2 separate regions of the Oryctolagus cuniculus genome follow, and region 2 is linked to region 1. A link is a contact called in public Micro-C data. All regions are on one chromosome and are shown on one strand. The core of a region is the stretch at or near the end of the contact, and the rest is flanking DNA. Distances in the headings are between cores, read along the strand shown. Region 1 holds the start of POGLUT2 (protein O-glucosyltransferase 2). Region 2 holds the start of TPP2 (tripeptidyl peptidase 2).

Region 1 (4,046 bases), core at 639-3,138:
TTATTATAATTTCTGTTCAAATTTGTCTCTTTTTCACTAGAACTCCTATTTGGTTTTCAAGAAGGAAACACCTCTTTTTTCTTTCAGTGAAAAACAGTGAAGTTGTTTTTGCTGAGAGAATAATATATATCATCTTATTCAAATACAGCTGTTATAAAATTATGTTCCCAATTACCTTTTAAGATATATGGAGATTGCGCCACATGTTGACCTTGGAATTTAACTTCGATCTTCAGATTCCTGTAGCTTGCGTACATCCTGTATCTCACTATGAAGGACCCATCCTTCCTGTCTAACACCTGGACTCCAACTCGCGTGAACTGCTCATCCGGTGCTGAGATTTTCACCTGGAACACCTTTTCACCCGGAGAATAGGTAAAGCTGTGATGGGAAAAGCAACAAAATACGATTGTCAGCACGCTCTTCAGTCTGTAAACCTCTGCTCTCCTCCACACTCTCCCGCTAACATACACTAGCTGGCGCTCCCAGGCTTGTAGCTCCAGAATGAATATGATGAATCGAGATGCTACAGTTTCACTACACAATCGTAAGGGAATACTTTCAGAAAACTAATCTCTGTAAGCATGACCCATGCTGATGTAGTCTCTAGATAAAAGCATTCTCATTAAATTCCTATTTATCTCATGCCCACCACATCTGGAAATCTCTAATCACATGGTGCTTCCGAAGACGATCTTACTTTGAAAAATCTCCCTTAATGATTCTTCAAGATGACAGTATAAGTCATGCTCTGTCAGGGGCAAAAACAAAGGCGGAAATGCTTCTAGCACCGTGGTGACAATGTGTCAAAACACTTTCCCAGTGCTCATGCTCTTTAAGAGGGCATTTCGTTTTTCCAACACGTTGTACAACAAAATCTTCTTTTCTTCGCTTTGGAAAACATTTCATTCCCAAGAGGTTTTCCCTATAAAGTATCCATGGTCAGCATCCACCAATCATGGCAATCATTTCAGAAGCCGGTGAAGTATATAAGTAAGTTTAGGTACAATCAATGCATTGAACTCGTTAGGATGGGATACGTGTGTGGTGCAATCACACAGGAGACAGATGCTTTCCTTCCAAGTTTTAAACAGAAGTTCCTTTTGTGGATGTCCACCTGAAAACTGAGGGACACGTGAAACCGACCAAGTCTCTAACTCCCGGCCTTAAACTCCTTATAACGGAACAGCAGCTGGAAAGGGTAATTCCAGCCAACTGGAGGGGCTTTGTCTTGCCTTGAGAATGCGCGAGCCCCGCTAAAATGGCTAGGAGAAGAGCTGATTATATACGGCGGCACACTGCATACGAACGACTGTTAGAATCCGTAGTCGACCGGGACCGGCAGACCAGCTGTGCGCAGCGGCCGAAGGTACCGGAACGCACACTGCGGAGCGGGAAGGAGCACTTGGGCAGACAAAACGCGATGGGAGAGTCGGTCTCCACCGCAATCCGAAAGGTTAGGGGGCCGCGTCTCTACTTACGGGTTCCCTGACGCGTCCACCGCCTGGATATAGAAATAGCGGGCGGGAAGAACGACCTGTGCGTTTAGCCCGGGCCCCCATACTCGGCTCTGGTCCGGGCTCAGTCGCCTCTCTCCGCCGCTCTCGGCCAGCGCGGGCACCGTCCCCAGAAAGCAGCAGTGAAGCAGCAAAATGCTAAACATTTACAAGACGGACTCTCGGGGAAGATCCACGGGTAAATGACGCGCGAGTCAGGGCCGCAGCGCCCGCGTGGCCAGGGGAGGACGCCCGTCGCTCGGCCGAGCACCGCGCGGCTCCACTTCCCCGGGACGAGGGCGACAGGCTGGGGCCGCGGCCGCCCCGGAGCCCCGCTCGGGGGCGAAGCCGTGTCGGGTTGCAGCCAGGGCACCACGCGCGGCGATTGGCCCGCGCGTCGGGCCGGGCTGAGCGAGGCCTGCGCCGAGTGGGTGGCGCCGTGCGTCCGCGCCGCGCCTGCGCTCCCTGGGATGTGTAGTTTTCCGTGGGTTGACTTTTCGGCCCCCGCGTGCGGGGAACAGAGAGGCATCCCGCGGATGCTCCGTGGAGGGGCGCGCGGCCCTGCAGGCTCCGCTGCGCTGCGGGGTCTTTTTAGTCGCCGCGTCCTCCGCACGCGCCGAGGGCAGGTATAAAACGCGAGCCGAGGCAGGTGTCGCCCATGCTGCCCGACCACCCGTCGCCGGGCACCGCAGACCAAGGCGCGGACCCCGCGCGCTCCCATGGGACCAGCGACGCCAGCCCCAGGGCAGCCGGAGGCGCGGGCGACGCGCTGGAAGCCGTGAGCCAGGTCCGGAGCCGCAGGCCCGAGGTACCCGGGGCGGGCGCACGGCCGGGCCCGCTGCCCTTGGTGCTTTGGACGCAGCTGCCGCCTTTCTGAGGCCTGTCTGCGTCCTAGTGGAAGCCACTGCCTCGGTGCCCATCTTCCTGGGGCGCAAGGCGGTAGAGGAGCACCAGGCGGAGAGGGGCGAGTGCCTTCGCGAACAAAGCTCGGCTTGGAAGTGCCCAGGGGACACCCACGGCCCCGTCTCCACGCCACGTGCGGCGGGGCCTGGGAGTCTAGCAGCATCGAGCGGTCTCCCCTGTGCGCCCGGGGCCACCGCTCCCCGTGCCCCACCGGCCGCGGGGAGCCTCCGGCGCTCCGCCTCGCGGCGACCCCAGTCTTCCGGCCGGGAGCCGTGGAGGAGAGCCCAGGGGCGCCTGCGACCCTCGGCCCGCGCGGGGGACTGGGGACGCCTGGCCCTGGCGAGGTCCGCGGGGCGCTCGGGCGGGGAGGCCCACGGCCTTGGGGGCGCAACCGGGCGCCGCCCCCGCACACACGCACTCTGCAGGGCGGGCAGCGGCCTGCGCGACTGTCGCCCCCGCCTCCGCCTCGGCGACCACCTAGCCTGGCCGCGGAGCGGGCGCTGGGACCTCGGCCGGCCTCCCCCGGAGCCTGGGCCGGAGGCGGGCGTCGCGTCCCGGTATCCTTTCCTAAGCCGGCGGCCTCTGCCCTGGGGAGAAGCAGGGCAGGGGGCCTGGCGGGCGTCGGGGAGGGAGGGAGGCCCGGCTGGACTCTGCTTTCGCCCCTAGGCCCGTAGTGTGCCCTTAGTAAGTCACAGAGCACAGGTCCCATTTGTCATCTGTGGAAGGCTTTGCTGGGGACTTCCGAAGATGTTTAGTTCTCCGAAGAACTCCATACTAAAGAATGCAGGCTTCCAGTAGAGATAATGTGCTAAGGACAGGATCTGGGCGGTGAATACTGGTTTTGCTTATTTTGCAGGACGGTTTGTTGCTGTGGCTTTCAAAAATCGCTGCTTCCACGAGGCCTTTAAAAATTGCATTTTCTGAAAATTGGCTTTGCCGATAATTAATACTTTTGTTACTTGCAATGTGGCTTTATGAATAAACCATTCGGTTAGGCTGGCACTTGTTCTTATGAGTGACTCTGTACAGCAGTGCCTCACTTATATGGATAAGGGGGCTCTCAGTCGATCAGAATGAGGGTTTACCGTAATGCTTGGCGCCATGTAATCGCTATAAAAGTGTTTGTTGACTGAGGCGCTCACAAATGGGGATTCTGTAGTCAGCAGGGCTGATGTGGATCACAGACGTGGAAGTTACACCGTGGTGAGACCTGTGCAAGAAAGATACCAAGTGCGTACAGGGTACTTGGCATAGTTTGGAGGGTGAAATGAGCTTCCTCTAGAAAGTGCTAGTTGAGCAGACATTGGAAAGATGAATGGGAATTAACTAAGGGGAGGAGGGTGGGTGGGAGGCACTGCATGCAGAGAACCAACAAGTAGTCAGCGTGGAAGGAGGAAGAGGGAGTGGGAAGAGGCGGCTGAGCCCTGGGCCTTTTGTTCCAAGAGCAGACGCTTTCAGGCCGGGAGGTGCTGTGCTCATATGTATGTAGTGAACTTTTTCTAGTACCCATGCACAGGTCAGATAGGAGATGTCAGCCTGTGGGCATGGAACTGGGAACGGGTTCTAGAGACAAAAGGGAATCCAAGATGGGAAAAACCATGACGGCTGCAGACTGCAGAGTGGAGGGAGGAACCATGGTCTATCGCT
Region 2 (4,046 bases), core at 398-2,897, 230 kb before region 1:
ACAGGTATCGCTGAGGAGACTCACAGACACACACACGTATCGCTGAGGACTCTCACGGACACACACACACACACACGGGTATCACTGAGGAGACTCACAGACACACACACGTATCGCTGAGGACCCTCACGGACACACACACACACACACACGGGTATCGCTGAGGAGACTCTCACAGACACGGACACACACACACGCACAGGTATCACTGAGGAGACTCACAGACACACACACGTATCGCTGAGGACTCTCACGGACACACACACACACACACACACACGGGTATCACTGAGGAGACTCACAGACACACACACGCACAGGTATCGCTGAGGACTCTCACAGACACAGACACACACACACACACACACAGGGGTATTGCTGAGGAGACTCTCACAGACACGGACACACACACACGCACAGGTATCACTGAGGAGACTCACAGACACACACACGTATCGCTGAGGACTCTCACGGACACACACACACACACACACGGGTATCACTGAGGAGACTCACAGACACACACACGCACAGGTATCGCTGAGGACTCTCACAGACACAGACACACACACACACACACACACAGGGGTATTGCTGAGGAGACTCTCACAGACACACACACGCACAGGTATCGCTGAGGACTCTCACAGACACAGACACACACACACACACACACACAGGGGTATTGCTGAGGAGACTCTCACAGACACGGACACACACACACGCACAGGTATCACTGAGGAGACTCACAGACACACACACGTATCGCTGAGGACTCTCACGGACACACACACACACACACACACGGGTATCACTGAGGAGACTCACAGACACACACACGCACAGGTATCGCTGAGGACTCTCACACACACACACACACGGGTATCGCTGAGGAGACTCACACAGACACACGCACAGGTATCGCTGAGGACTCTCACGGGGACACACACACACACACACACACACACACACACACACACACACACACACACACGGGTATCGCCGAGGAAACTGAAAGGGACGCGCCGCCCGGGACGGCTCCGTAACGGGGCGGGAAGCCGCCGGAACCACCCGGAACCTCACCTCGCTTCACCAACGGGTTCTCCCCAACGCCAGAAGCCGACGGTAAGCAGCGAGGTCAGGCGCGGCGCACTTCACTCTCGGGTCTCTCCCGGCCCCGAGAGCCCACAAACTCACTTCCTGCCGACGCCACGCACAGCCGCCCCCCGCCCGCCGCGTCCCAGCCCCGCAGCTCCGGATCTACGGCCTGGCCTTCCCACCTAGCGCCCGCGCCTTCCCCGCACCCCGCGGCTCCCCGGACTCGGCCAGCCTCAGCAACTCCTCTGCCTGGGGCACCCCACGCCCTCCAGGTCAGAAACCCCGCGGCTCCGGCCTCGCCCTCGCGGACGGTGTGTCCGTCCAGCACGCCCAGAGTTTTGACTCGCTCCCAAAACACCCCAAACGCGGGTTTCTGTAAAGGTTCGAGAACCGAACCCCCAGTTATGCTCTCAGACTCCGCCCCCTTCTCTGCAGCCCGGGCAACACTCGGGGCCGGCGCCTCCGAGCGGCGCCGTTGGTTGACGAAGCAGCACCTGATTGGCCGCCGCGCCCCCGCGAGCCGCGATTGGCCGAGGGCCGGCCGGCTCCTCCCCTCGCCCCCGCCTCCGGCCTGCGGCCACCCGTGTGTCCTCGCGCCGCTCGTCCGCGCGCAGCCTGGCAGTTTGCCTCTTCCTCGTCCTCCAGCCTTCGCCCATGGCCACCGCCGCGACCGAGGAGCCCTTCCCTTTCCACGGTCTCCTGCCAAAGAAAGAGACCGGGGCCGCCTCCTTCCTCTGCCGCTACCCGGAATATGACGGGCGCGGGGTGCTCATCGCGGTCCTGGACACGGGGGTCGACCCGGGGGCTCCGGGCATGCAGGTGAGTCAGCCCCGGAGGGCCCGGGCGCGGGCGGCCGGGGACGCCGGGGAGGACGCGGCCTCGGAGCCCGCTCAGGCCGGGGCCCCGCTCTGCGGCCGTGCCCAGGCCGGGGTGGGCAGCGCCGAGAGCCACCATGGCCCGCCCAGGGGACCCGGCTGCGCCCAGGTGTCGGGGGCGAGGGCCGTGGTGCCGCTGGCCAGACAAAAGCGGCGAGCCTGGCGTGGCTGGCGTGGGGAGCCCGGGTCCGCCTGGGCGCTGCCAGGCCGGACACCTCAGGGCGCCAGCCCCCCACCCCCGCGCCGTCGTCTCGGGCACCGGTCCCTGCCAGAATCTTGCAGGTTTTTTTTTTTTTTAATCCCGGATCTGGGGAATGGGGCAGAAGACCCTCCGAGAACTTGATTGCCATGGCTGTGATTTGGGGGATTGGGTTTTTTGGGGAAGAGGAGTTTGAACACGAGACCGGGTTTTCGAGACGATCGCTCGGCCCACTTCCGGAATTGTTTCTTGTGGTTGTGTGTATTCTATTTTTAAACAGTCTCCTGCAGTGTGTGTGTGTAGGGTCCTTGACTCTCCTGACTTTGCATTCGTTTTACGTAGGCATCCAGTTTAGTTTGTTTCGGGCGAACTTTTCGTACCTTTGGAAACGATTCTTGTGTGTGTGTGTGTGTTTAATCTGGAAACATAAGACAACGCGCTTTAATTACTACGGTTTTCAAAAATTACTTAGTTTTGCCTTACGCACCTCTAAGATTCGTAGATCAGGGTACCATGTACAAAGGTAATTTTAAAAATGTGTGTCTCTGTTAGAAGCATTCTGTTTTTAAAAGTTTAACTTTGATAAATTTAAGCTTTTGTTGAAATCCACTAGTAAACAACATTTTACTGGTGTTCAGAACTTACCTGCCCGAATCTTCCTCGACTAGTTCTGCTGTATTTTGATCTCTTGTGTTTACCAGTGTTTTCCTCTGTATCTTACTGCCCTTTCTACCATAAACAGTAACGTTTAATAAATCTCTTTCTCCTTACCCCTAATACACCCCTCCTCCGCATCATTTACAGTGCCTTCTGCTAATTGAGGTCGTATTATGGGGGCTTAGGAAAGTGGAAGCCAGTCTGGCCAACTTTGTATAGAAGCCCTCTAGGAATCTTGCTTCCTGGTTTTAGTTCTTCAACACCACGCTCTGGTGCGAGCACCCCACACCCAATGGCGGCCCTGCCAGGCAGCTTTGATGATGAGTTCCCTCCTGGCAACTGTAGTTTTTATAGTCATTGTTGTACTAATAACTCTTAAGACTTAAAACAGTGGCAGCTATCACCTCCTTGAGGCTTTATTACAGACTAGCAATGCCTTCCATTCTGCTGTGGCCTGTGTTTACATTTTATAGGGATAAGTGGGAGGAGAACAGCTGGGGTGTGCGGCTCACTGGTTCTGTTGTCAGGTTAATAAAAGAGTATCACAAAAATTTAGAGAAATACAGCTCAGTAGATATTTGTAGAATTTCCAGATCTGTTTATCAGGTTACTCTGTTACTCTGTCAAGTACCAGTGATTTTCATGCTGCGGTATTGTTATGAAAATTGATTGAGATTAATTACATGTGACTTTTTAAAATGCTTGAGAAAAGCATTAAATAAACAGTTTTTTTAAAAAGCAAGGATATTCAGTAGGAATTTATGCTGGCTCCTTAATCATCAACTCTCTGAAGGGTGAATGTGTTAGATATTTACGTGTAAAAACATGTAAGTATTGAAACAATAAAATGTTGAAGTCAAATGAAAGCATAACTCTTTGGATAGCTATTTTTAAAACGATTTATTTATTTATTTATTTGAAGGAGTTAGAGGGGGGAAAGAGACAGTAAAAGAGGAGAGAGAGTTTCCACCCACTGATTCATTCCCCATGTTATTCACAGCAGCCAAGGCTGGGCCTTCGGACAATTTTTTCTGAGATAGTGACCTGACTACCTCCAATTAAAAGAAATTCAGCAAGGTAGACTGAACTTATGAGCCTAAGTGACATCTTTCTTTTTTTCTTGTTTTGTTTTGTTTTTGAGAGGCAGAGAGAGCAGGCTCCCATTCACTAGTTCACTCCCCAAATGCCCAGACCAGAGCTGAGAGCTGGAAATTCAA

What was found. A called contact is a pair of places that touch in the nucleus more often than the background predicts.
Region 2: a Micro-C map of ear pinna shows a contact between it and region 1, with 2.7 times the contacts expected there. The contact joins the promoter of TPP2 here to the promoter of POGLUT2 in region 1. A contact is called at or near these places in 2 of 6 Hi-C or Micro-C datasets (ear pinna and an unstated tissue).

The regions. Positions count from the first base shown.
Region 1 is chr9:9,860,464-9,864,509 of mOryCun1.1, reverse strand. POGLUT2 (protein O-glucosyltransferase 2) reads right to left here and starts at 1,888. Exons shown (of 10, transcript XM_002713017.5): 1 at 1,482-1,888; 2 at 176-381. The coding sequence starts at 1,663. It overlaps BIVM (basic, immunoglobulin-like variable motif containing), which reads left to right and starts at 1,367. Exons shown (of 11, transcript XM_070048590.1): 1 at 1,367-1,456.
Region 2 is chr9:10,087,328-10,091,373 of mOryCun1.1, reverse strand. It overlaps TPP2 (tripeptidyl peptidase 2), which reads left to right and starts at 1,647. Exons shown (of 29, transcript XR_011378715.1): 1 at 1,647-1,917.